2 separate regions of the Anser cygnoides genome follow, and region 1 is linked to region 2. The links are chromatin contacts, called in public Hi-C maps. All regions are on one chromosome and are shown on one strand. The core of a region is the stretch at or near the end of the contact, and the rest is flanking DNA. Distances in the headings are between cores, read along the strand shown.

Region 1 (4,699 bases), core at 1,597-4,096, 280 kb before region 2:
CATACTTCCTAAATAAATCGTCTTTATATTTTGTATCCATTGAAATCAGTTTTTGTCTCACGCCTGGGAAGCTACCTCGCCTCTCTCATGGTTGTTCGGCAGTGGGCTGGTTATCTGGCATTAAGAATCCTCAGTAACAGCAACTCCTCTGGAACAGAAATTGAAAACAAAGACAAGTCATCACCGTTGCATAAATCCCAGATGTCCCCAGCATCTATTTGCTTCACAGGATTCTATAAAATGGTTCGCAGAGCAGGAGCTCCCTGAACAGCCTCTCCAGGTCTCTGAAAAAGCGCAGGCACCTACAGGAAGGCTGGTGTCCTGCTTCTCCCTGGCATTCGCTACTGCTTTTTCCAGTCATCTGCCTAAAACAGAGCACAATAAACCTAAATCAACGTCTGATGAAAGGAAGTCCGTGTAGGCGCGTGTCCAGCTTGAAGATTCCTTGGGCTAGGGAGACAAGGCAAAACTAACTCACAGCAAAGGACTGAGAGGAAAAAATGAGGGTTTGTTGTTGGTTCGTTTGTTTTAGGACTTCTCTCGTTTGACCTCACCCTTTCAGTTCAAACAACTTACGCAAACATGATTTTAATCAGTTTTTCTTTCTTTTTTTTTTTTTTTTTGCCCTGCACAGCAATACAGAGATTACAAAATCCCACAAAGTTTCATTTTGCTCATATTGGGAAAGCATCTGTGTTGTTTTTTTTTTTTTCCCCTAGTAGCACAGGACAGCCCACAGACCGAGCAGATTAATGCACTTCACCTTTTTATTTCTACCATTTTCTAGGCTTTTGACTGCTGCTCATCCACCTGATGGCATGCCCGGGCCATCCCTGTGCCGAGTGCTTTGTGGCCACCCTACAGAACGCGCTGCCCCGAGCACTGAAGTGCAGCCGAAGCTTCAGCTGAGCGCTAGCAGGTGCAAAGATTGCAGTCTTTCCAACAAAGACAACTACAACTGCCGTTTTCAGCTGTTTTATCACAACACAGCAAAGCCACTCCTGCTTCAACACCGCACAGGCTTCTGTTTGCAGGTCCAATTGCTTCTTCACCTTACTGAGCTCCCGTACTACACAGAAGAAGCTGGTGCCCAAACGAGCCTCTCCACACTGCCGTCCCAAAGGCAGGTAAGCAGCAGGCCAACAGACTCTCAACTACCCGAAAACCCTGAGATTAAAAAGCAGACCACAGGCTTTCATTGTTAAATAAGCCCAACCTAGCACTTCCCAACCGTGAACCAAGAGGGAGAGCACAGAAGTTGAAGTTAGTTCAGCCCCCTCCATGAGCAGTTCTGTCTCTCTCCCCTAGCTCTCTCCTCCTGAGATTGTACAAGATGAAGTCTGTGGACAAAACCAACCACATTTCTGCTACTTAGCAAGAAGAGCTCTACGAGAGAGCTTCAGAGAACAATCCTCGTTTGGCACATCGCTAACACGCCCTGAGGGTAAGCAGGGATCTCGTGCTGGCAAGGAGTTGGATTAAATGCTACAATTCTGCCGTCACCAACGTTAATAACTACTCAGCGACAGAGCTTGCTTGTGTGTAGAAGACCTCAGGGTGAGGAAAGTCCCCGCAGGAAAGGAAGGGCCTTAGCGAGACCCCGTGAACTGTGACATTCAGCGGCGCTGCCAGCCCCAGCCCTGCTCAATGCACACATGCCAGAGCTCACGCGGCCGAGAGGCGAGGCACCACAGCCAAGGCAGGGAGCCCCCGCAGGGCTGCTCCTCTGCCCGTACGGGAGCACACCGCGCTCACCGGGGCAGCCCGCACGCGGCCACCCGCCGCGGTGACGGGGCCGGCGGGGATCAGTACGGCGCTACGAACGCAGCGGCTGGCGGAGCGGGTGAAGCAACGGGGGCTTTGTTGCGGATTACCAACGGAAAGCCTCGGAATCCTGCGGAAAGGCGCGAGCAGCGATCTGCCCGGGGCCTGCGAGGAGCACAACGGGGCTGCGGCGCTGCCGGGTCGGAGCCCCGCCGAGAGGAGCGGCGACGGGGCCCGGTCTGCGCGGCCCCGCACGGCTCAGCCCCGCGTGCGGGAGGGGGCGCGGGGCAGGCCCTTGTCCCCCGCGCCCCGATAGACCCGCGAGCACCGGGCCTTCGCCAAACGGTTAATTGAGGATTCGGCTCACCGGGACCCAAGGGCCAGCCGCTCAGACCCAACGCGGCGCCGGGCGGCACCTCGGGCGGCACCTCGGGCGGCACCGGGGCCCCAGCACCCCCGGCCCGCAGCCCCGGCCGCTCTCACCCCCAGGACGCCGCCCCGCCGCCCCCGCCCCTCAGCGCGGCCCCCTCAGCGCGGCCCCCTCAGGGCCAGGCCCGCCCCCGCCGCCCCCTCACGCGCCGCGCCGCGGCGGGCCCGTCCCTCACCGCTCCGCTCCGCTCCGCCGCCGCTCTGCCGGAAGCGCGCCGTGACCCGGAAGCAGACGCGGGGCCGCCCCCGGCGGCTTCCGGCGCCGTGCGGCTGCAGGCGGCGGCTGGGGCGGCCCAGGCACGGCCCGGCCCGGCCCACGGCGGGGGAGCGCCCCGGAAGTGGATGGCGGGGGAGGGAAGCCCCGCCTCCCGCTGTGAGGGGACTTCCGGCGGGTGACGTCATGCGGCGGGGCGGCCGGGGAGGCGGGAGGCGGGGTAGGCCCCTAGCAACGGGACCCGCCCCTAGCAACAAGCCCCGCCCCTAGCAACAGGCCGCACCCGTAGCAACCGACCTCACCCCTAGCAACTGTCCGCACCCATATGGTTAGGCCACGCCCCTAGTGACAGACCACGCCCCCTAGCAACCGACCCCCTCATCTCCTAACCCCTCCTGTCTCGGCCCCGCCCTCGAGTGGGCGTGGCCTCGGGAGGGCGGAAGGGGCGTGGCCGTGCCGCGGCCGCCGGCAAGATGGCGGTGGCGGGGGGCGGCGGCGGCTCCTCGGCGTCCTGCGCGCCCTCCGCCCGCGGCCCTGAGCGGCCCGACCCGCTGGCACGGCTCACCTGCCCCGTGTGCCTCGAGGTGTTCGAGAGCCCCGTGCGCGTCCCCTGCGGACACGTGTGAGCGGCCGGGGGCGGGACCGGGGGGGGCTGCGGCCGGGCTGAGGCCTAGGGGATAGGGGTCGGGGGCCGGGCCCAGGCCCGGGGTCGGTTGGGGCCCTCCCGGCTGGGCCCTCAGCGCCTCGCCTCGGCCTGGGGGGCCGTGGGGGTTGAGGCAGGCGTGGCTCGCTCATCCCCAGCTCACCCCACCTGTGGCTGCAGTAAGGCCTCCGTGAGAGACAACACCACCAAAATCTACTGTTAGTTAATATTTTCCGTAGTTTCCTCTCCTGGAGGATGTGGAGGCTGAGTGTAACCGGCTGTGGTGCTGCCCCTCCCTGGGGCTGGGTGCCAGCAGGGACTGGGCTGCCAGGAGCATTCCTCCTGCCGCTTCTCATCTTGGTTTCTCTTTCCCTTTGCCCACCCTAGGTTCTGCACGCCGTGCCTGCAGGAGTGCCTCAAGCCCAAAAAGCCGGTCTGTGGCGTCTGCCGCAGCACCCTGGCGCCCGGCAGCAGGGCTCTGGACTTGGAAAAGCAGATCGAAGCGACGGAAACCACTTGTAATGGCTGCAACAAAAAGGTACGGGAGGGCATCAGGATGAGATGTGTGTGGTGTGCCTGTGCAGCACTGCTGCGTCCAGGGAGGTGAATCGCTTTCTGCTTTCTATGGAATTGGGTCAAATTGTTTGTTTTGCGAAGTGCTGCTGGTATTTTATATTGGCAGCACCCAAATGTTGATGTTCTTGCAACAGTTTTTTATGTTCGGTATTACCTGCCGAGGAAGTGGATTTCAAGTGAGAGATGTTGATATAAAAATAATAGTAAAGTACTGCTTCTGAAGTTGATACTGTGAGCTTGTGGGAGGACCATCACAGTGAAATAGTGGATATGATTTTAGATAGTGATCACTTAAGCTCTTAAACAGAAGCTTATTTGTTTCGTTTAAAACAGTTGAGAGACCAACTTCACTTATTTGGGCAGTTATGTTCTGTAGGGGTGCTGTTGGTGTCCTGCATGTCAAATACGTGCACGGCATCTTCCTGTTGGTTCCTTCCTCTTTCTAAAGTTAGGCTACTTAGCACTAACTGAGTCTAGAACAGAGCATTTTAACTGATGGCAAAACAACAAGAAAAGGATAACTAGACACCAAAGTGAGAGCAGCACTGTTTGGTTGATTTCACTTTTAATTTCTGGGCAGTGTTCTTTTCATCGTTGCAGCCAATAGAAAACCGTGGTGTGTTGATTACCAGTTGTTCAACCTGTAATTGAATCTGTGCTACAATCTGTACTAAAAGCCAAATTATTTTTCATTTATTGTCTCTTCTCCTCAGCAATGAGGTAAGCAGGCTTTTTATAAAGTACGTTTTCTCATGTTATAGCGTGGGTTAAGTCAAGTAGGCTGTCCTAAACAGTACTGTATTGGTAGACTATTACAGGCAGCAAAGTTACAGGTTAACTTATCTGTAATCTTAAAGCTTTCCACCTTATCAGCTGAAATGTCTTTTTTTTTTCCTGCTTTAGCACTGTCTGCAGAAAGCTGCTTTATGCGTTTTTTACTTTTGCTTAGAATTGTAGAAGTAAGTGCAAGTAACTTAAATTAACGCTGCTGTGTGATTGTTACCTCCACAGATGTATCTCTCAAAGATGCGCAGCCATGCAGCTTCTTGTTCAAAGTACCAGAGCTATATCAT
Region 2 (5,041 bases), core at 2,526-5,025:
GTTTATACTGCTTCCTAGTGTAGCCTTTCATCCTGAGTCTCCACTAACCATACTATTTTTATTGAGTTCAATTCTTAACCACTTACATCTTCAGGGAGCTTTAAAGGTAGCTGAGCCTGAACATTAAGTTCTGTACATAAGCTTAGTATTAAAAAAATTGCAAGCTTTTACCACAGAAGACACACAGAGATAGAAGATACCAGACTTGATCCTGATCTTGCATACAGTTACGTAAATCAAAAATGATTTTATCACTGTAAAGCTGGTGCTAACATCAGAACAAAATCAGAAGCAAAACAGTCTATACCACGTGACAACGTCCCGTCGCACTGGATTTTGTTTGTGAACCTGCAGGTTCTTCAAAGTAACCAAGGGGTATTATGTGAATCATTAGAGCCTTGAGTGATGTTGTAATATTAGCGAGAGCAAAATCAATGCAGAAATGAACTTTCCACAATAACAATCCCGAATGCTTAACTGAAACAAAAGAGGAAACAAAAAGAATGCCCAAGATGTAATACCAAAAGGACGCATTAGAGGATGAAAGTCTGAGCTCTGTTTAACATGAGGTTATGTTTCTGCTAAATAAAAGGAGATGTTAACATAGAATAATGGAACAAATATGTACAGGCAACTGCATAAAGCGTGTTGAATGTGAATAAGAAGTCCCCAGTTGTACACTGGAGATACAGCCTGCTAGAACTGGCTTAATACAACTATAAAGCTGTATTCAAAAATCAAACAGTGAAGAAACAAAATGTATCATATTTGCAGACATTTTAATTGGGATTTATGACATTGGGCATTTTAAACTAGGCCATCTCAAAATGCTGAATATTGTTAACAGAAATGCAAATTAAAGACTTTAACGTGATTAAGCTGAGTATGTCATTTTATGGGCTTCAAATGAAATAAAAATAATAGAGTTAGTTTCATTGTTCTGTTAATGTTCATTTTAAACGCAAGCCCAGGCTGCTTCACATTATTTTGTGGGTAGCTAGTGCCTAGCGTATATTAGGGACCATATAAAAATTACTATTAATCCCTACAACTGTTAAAAAAAAAAAAAAAAAGGCAGGGCAGTCTCTCCGATTCACCAGGAGGAATTCTAGAACCTTCCAGAATCTTCTACAGACGGAATGCACTTGATGTTTTCATAAGGTGGCCCTATATGCCCTTTACATTGCTGTAGCAGTACAAAATGTCAAAGATTTGAAGCTTATTGGTTAATATAAACTAGTATCCAACTGTATACGGTAAGTGTCCCAGTTTGGGGTGTAAGGGTGTTTGCTGTGGATGTCATCGCATGCAATTGTACGTAAAAATAAAGCCAAAAGAATTCAATGGCATACGACCCAGTTATCCGTGCTTTTCTGAAATATGACTTAATGTATATCACTGCTACAAATTGTTCTTTACCTCCTTTGTATGGGCATGTATAGGGAAAAGCAAATGTTGACTATGTGGTCTATCCCCTCCAAAATTTCCAGTTGTGTAATAAGAACATTCACTGAACCTGACTGACACATCGTAAAGGGTTATTGGTCACACTTACTGCAACTGTGATAGACTGAGCATTTATGTAAAAATGTAAAATACACTACCAACTTTTATAATCTCTTCTTTTCTGGGTTACTCTGTGAAATCTACAGCAAAATATGAATTTGTTCAGGGTAATATATGAGTTTTTGTCATTCAAGGCAATTACTGCTGTGACAACAGTACACATTTAGCAGAACATACTGCTGACTGACTGAAGAACCTTCCCCGCTTATATTTATTACACCCATTCAGGTGACATAAGCATAAAAGACTCTGTGCTATCTTCCTTTATAAAATGTTTACACATTGCAGTAATTCAGTTGCACGTAGCTATAGCATCACAAGCTCCTACCTGTTCTGGGCACGATCAGGTTTACGCCTGCATGAAAGATGGCCATCCACAGGAATTGCTCTCTGGTGACATTATAAAGACTTATCTTTCTGTATGGAGTCACTGAAACACAGCAAGACTCCCCACATATGTTCATAATTCTTAACCTTGAAATCACAGGGAAAAGGGAAAGCAGCAAAGTTGCTAAATTTGTCTTTATGTCCCCAGGTCCAGCAGGTTAAAAATTCACCATCCATTCTCAAGATAAGGAAACTGCCTCACAGCAGCCAGATTAGGAGATTAGGAGAAGATGCAGTCCCCTATCCAGTGCTTTTAGTACCAGGAAAATTGATTTCAACAAGTGGAAACAGTTTCATTCACAGGGCTAACACTGTATCTGTCTAGTTCCAAAAATCAGTTCAAGAGAAAGCAGTAAGAAAGGAAAAAAAAAATCTTAATACCACCTGCTAATGCCTCCGTACTACATTCAGCACATGATTAGAGAATAATGTTTCATTGTTTACCTAGATTAAACCATTTATCCAATTAGGCTGCTTTCTGCAGCTTGCCTTAACTGTTGGCATTCCCATTAACCCTCTCCCCAGATTCTGGGCCCCTGAGCTCACATCTGACTAGTCCTCTCTTCCCAGAGAGCACCCATTTGCCCTTTAGTAGCCCACTAAACAAGGCTCAAGTGGGGTGGCACTTTGGGGCTGAACACTGAAACGCAGCCTCTTCCAAAGTCTCTGGTCGAATGATTAGGAAAAGCAACGGAAAAGCTTCCCCTAGAAGGTACAGCCAAGCGGTGCAAGGGCTGCAGCTAAGGGACGAAATACCTCTATCTTCAGTGACATCGATATATCCTGCCTGTTGAGAACCCTGCCACTCTCACTGTCTTAAATCTATACTGTGCCTAGAGGATTTGTAAGCACATTCACTTGAGAAACACCTATCGCACAAACCCACCATCTCATTTCAGGTCAGCGCTGATGCTGCAGAGATACCAGGTACGCCAAGCCTACACCAACCCTCAGCAGCAACATGGGCAAAAAGCCTGAGAAATAGTAATCTAATAAACAGAAGTTGGCTGACATGAGAAGTAAAATTCCTCACTTTGGAAACGAAGCGCGCTCTAGCATTACGCGTGGGATAACTGTGTCCATATGTTTGGAACGCCTTGTCTTGACCTCAGGAAGAACACGTTGGCTCCCTAGTACCAGACGTGTAGGCTGAGGCTTTACTCAATGTTGTGTTTTAGGGTGGGGTAGGATGGCAAACGTTTACCTGCTGGGACAGGATGTGGATAGTAATGGCCATTTCTGAGTAGGAACACAAGAACGGAGGACAGGTGACCGAAATCCATTCTGATTTTCTCATGGCACTCATTCCTTCAACTGAAAGCGTACGGGACAGCTGACAGCACCCGTTTCAGCGTGCAGCCTGTGTAAGAGCAAATAATAACCTCTCCATCTCCTGAACACGCTCAGAGCTGCCTCCAACCCCCGAAGTCAGAGCACACAGGGGCTCAGCACCCCCAGCACGGACGCCTGCCCGGAGGGGCTGCCCCCCTCACAGCCCCTTCCCCGGGGTGGGACACCTTTTGCGGGGCTCCCTGCCCGTCCTGCCGCAGCCGAGGCCCTCCCACACACGACCCCGGGGCGCTGCCCTCTCCCCTCACAGCCCTGCGGGGAGCGCCCTACCTGGCGGGGCGGCGCCGAGGCACCCGAAATCGCCCCTTTTTGCCTCAAAGAGGCTCCTCGTCGCCTCGGGGGGCAGGAAGGGGGCTCTGGGGAGAGTGGCCCTGAGGCGAGGAGGAGAAGAACGAGGAGGAGAAGGAGGAGGCGGCCCGCCCCGACCCACCCCGGGGCGCTCCGGTCTACCCTCGCCCCCTCTCTCCCCCCAGCCCCCCGGCTACGGTTGTGGCCGCCCCGGACATCGCGTCGCCGGGGAGGGCGGCGTAGTTCCGGCGGGGAGCGGGGAGGAGCGGCGTGCCGAGCCAGGCGGCGGCGGTCTCGGGAGCAGCCCGGAGCCCGGGCAGGCAGCGGGGTGCTGCTGGTGGGGACGCGGGGGGTGGTGGCGGCCGGGCCGGGCCGGGCCGTGCGCGGCGTCCCCGCCATGGAGATGGAGAAGGAGTTCCACCGGCTCGACCAGGCCGCCAGCTGGGCCGCCATGTACCAGGTGAGGGGCAGCTGGCTCGGCTCTGCCCCGCGGTGCTGGGGGGGGAGCGCTGGTCCCTCTGCCTGTATCCGCTGCTGAGAGCCGGGGGGGCTCTGCCCTGCGCCTCCCCTCGCGGCTTTCCCCCATGCCTGCTCTCCTTCCCCTTTCGCTGAGGGAAGAGAAGGAGAGGAGGCTCCGCTGCGCGACTCGGAAAGCTCCCCTCTGCCTTACCGAGCCGCGCCGAGCCGGGCCCCCGGCCCCTGAGGTCCCCGGGCAGGACGGGGCAGCCCCCGGGGCGCTACTGCCCGGTCCTGGGGGCTCCTCGGTGGGCTGAGCGCGGCCGCAAGTGCTCAGCAGCCTTCCAAAGCTGCTTCCTGACCCCGGGGGAGTGAAGCCGACTGTCTGCTTTTTTCTTTAAACAGAAACGCGATGGTGAGCGGCGTTGCACGCACCTAGGTTTTGGTCGCTTTAGTAGTAGAAGAGATCCCTTAAAATGGCTTGTTAGGAATACTCATGCAGGGATCTGGTACTGCTTTTTATTACTTTGTTTATTTAGCCTGGTTGTGACATTCCTAAAAAGCCGTGTGGCAAACATTTTTGCGATGGTAAGATTATTTGCGAACCACGCACAGCTTCAGAGGTACGAGGATCCGAAGTTAGGCCCTTTGTCTTTAGCAAGTTGTGTGCTCACTTATCCAAAATGAGGTCTGAGAGAAGACGAAGCACGCTAATGGCTGGGTGGATGTGTTCAGTCAGATCGGGTAGCATTACTGTAAAATCCATTTGAATGCTTAAGCTTCCACATTGCATATTCTAATGAGTTTTAAGATCATATTTGTAATGTAAAACTTGGGCTTTGCATCCCTTTCACTGTATTTCTCTGGCAGTAGACATTAAAAAAAAACTGGATTTATGAAAATGAAATAAATGTGCTTCAGTTTCAGAATTACTGTAGGCAAGTTTTCAAAGCAGTAGCTTGCAGGATGAATATCCCAGTTGTTTGGCAATTGG

What was found. A called contact is a pair of places that touch in the nucleus more often than the background predicts.
Region 1: a Hi-C map of liver shows a contact between it and region 2, with 2.9 times the contacts expected there. The contact joins the promoter of RNF114 here to the promoter of PTPN1 in region 2. A contact is called at or near these places in 4 of 7 Hi-C or Micro-C datasets (granulosa cells and liver).

Annotation. Positions count from the first base shown.
Region 1 is chr16:8,826,167-8,830,865 of Taihu_goose_T2T_genome, reverse strand. RNF114 (ring finger protein 114) reads left to right here and starts at 2,846. Exons shown (of 6, transcript XM_048072603.2): 1 at 2,846-3,029; 2 at 3,438-3,588; 3 at 4,638-4,699. The coding sequence starts at 2,881. It overlaps SPATA2 (spermatogenesis associated 2), which reads right to left and starts at 2,529. Exons shown (of 3, transcript XM_066978192.1): 1 at 2,370-2,529; 2 at 1-148. The coding sequence starts at 40.
Region 2 is chr16:8,547,247-8,552,287 of Taihu_goose_T2T_genome, reverse strand. It overlaps PTPN1 (protein tyrosine phosphatase non-receptor type 1), which reads left to right and starts at 3,775. Exons shown (of 9, transcript XM_066978147.1): 1 at 3,775-4,051. The coding sequence starts at 3,989.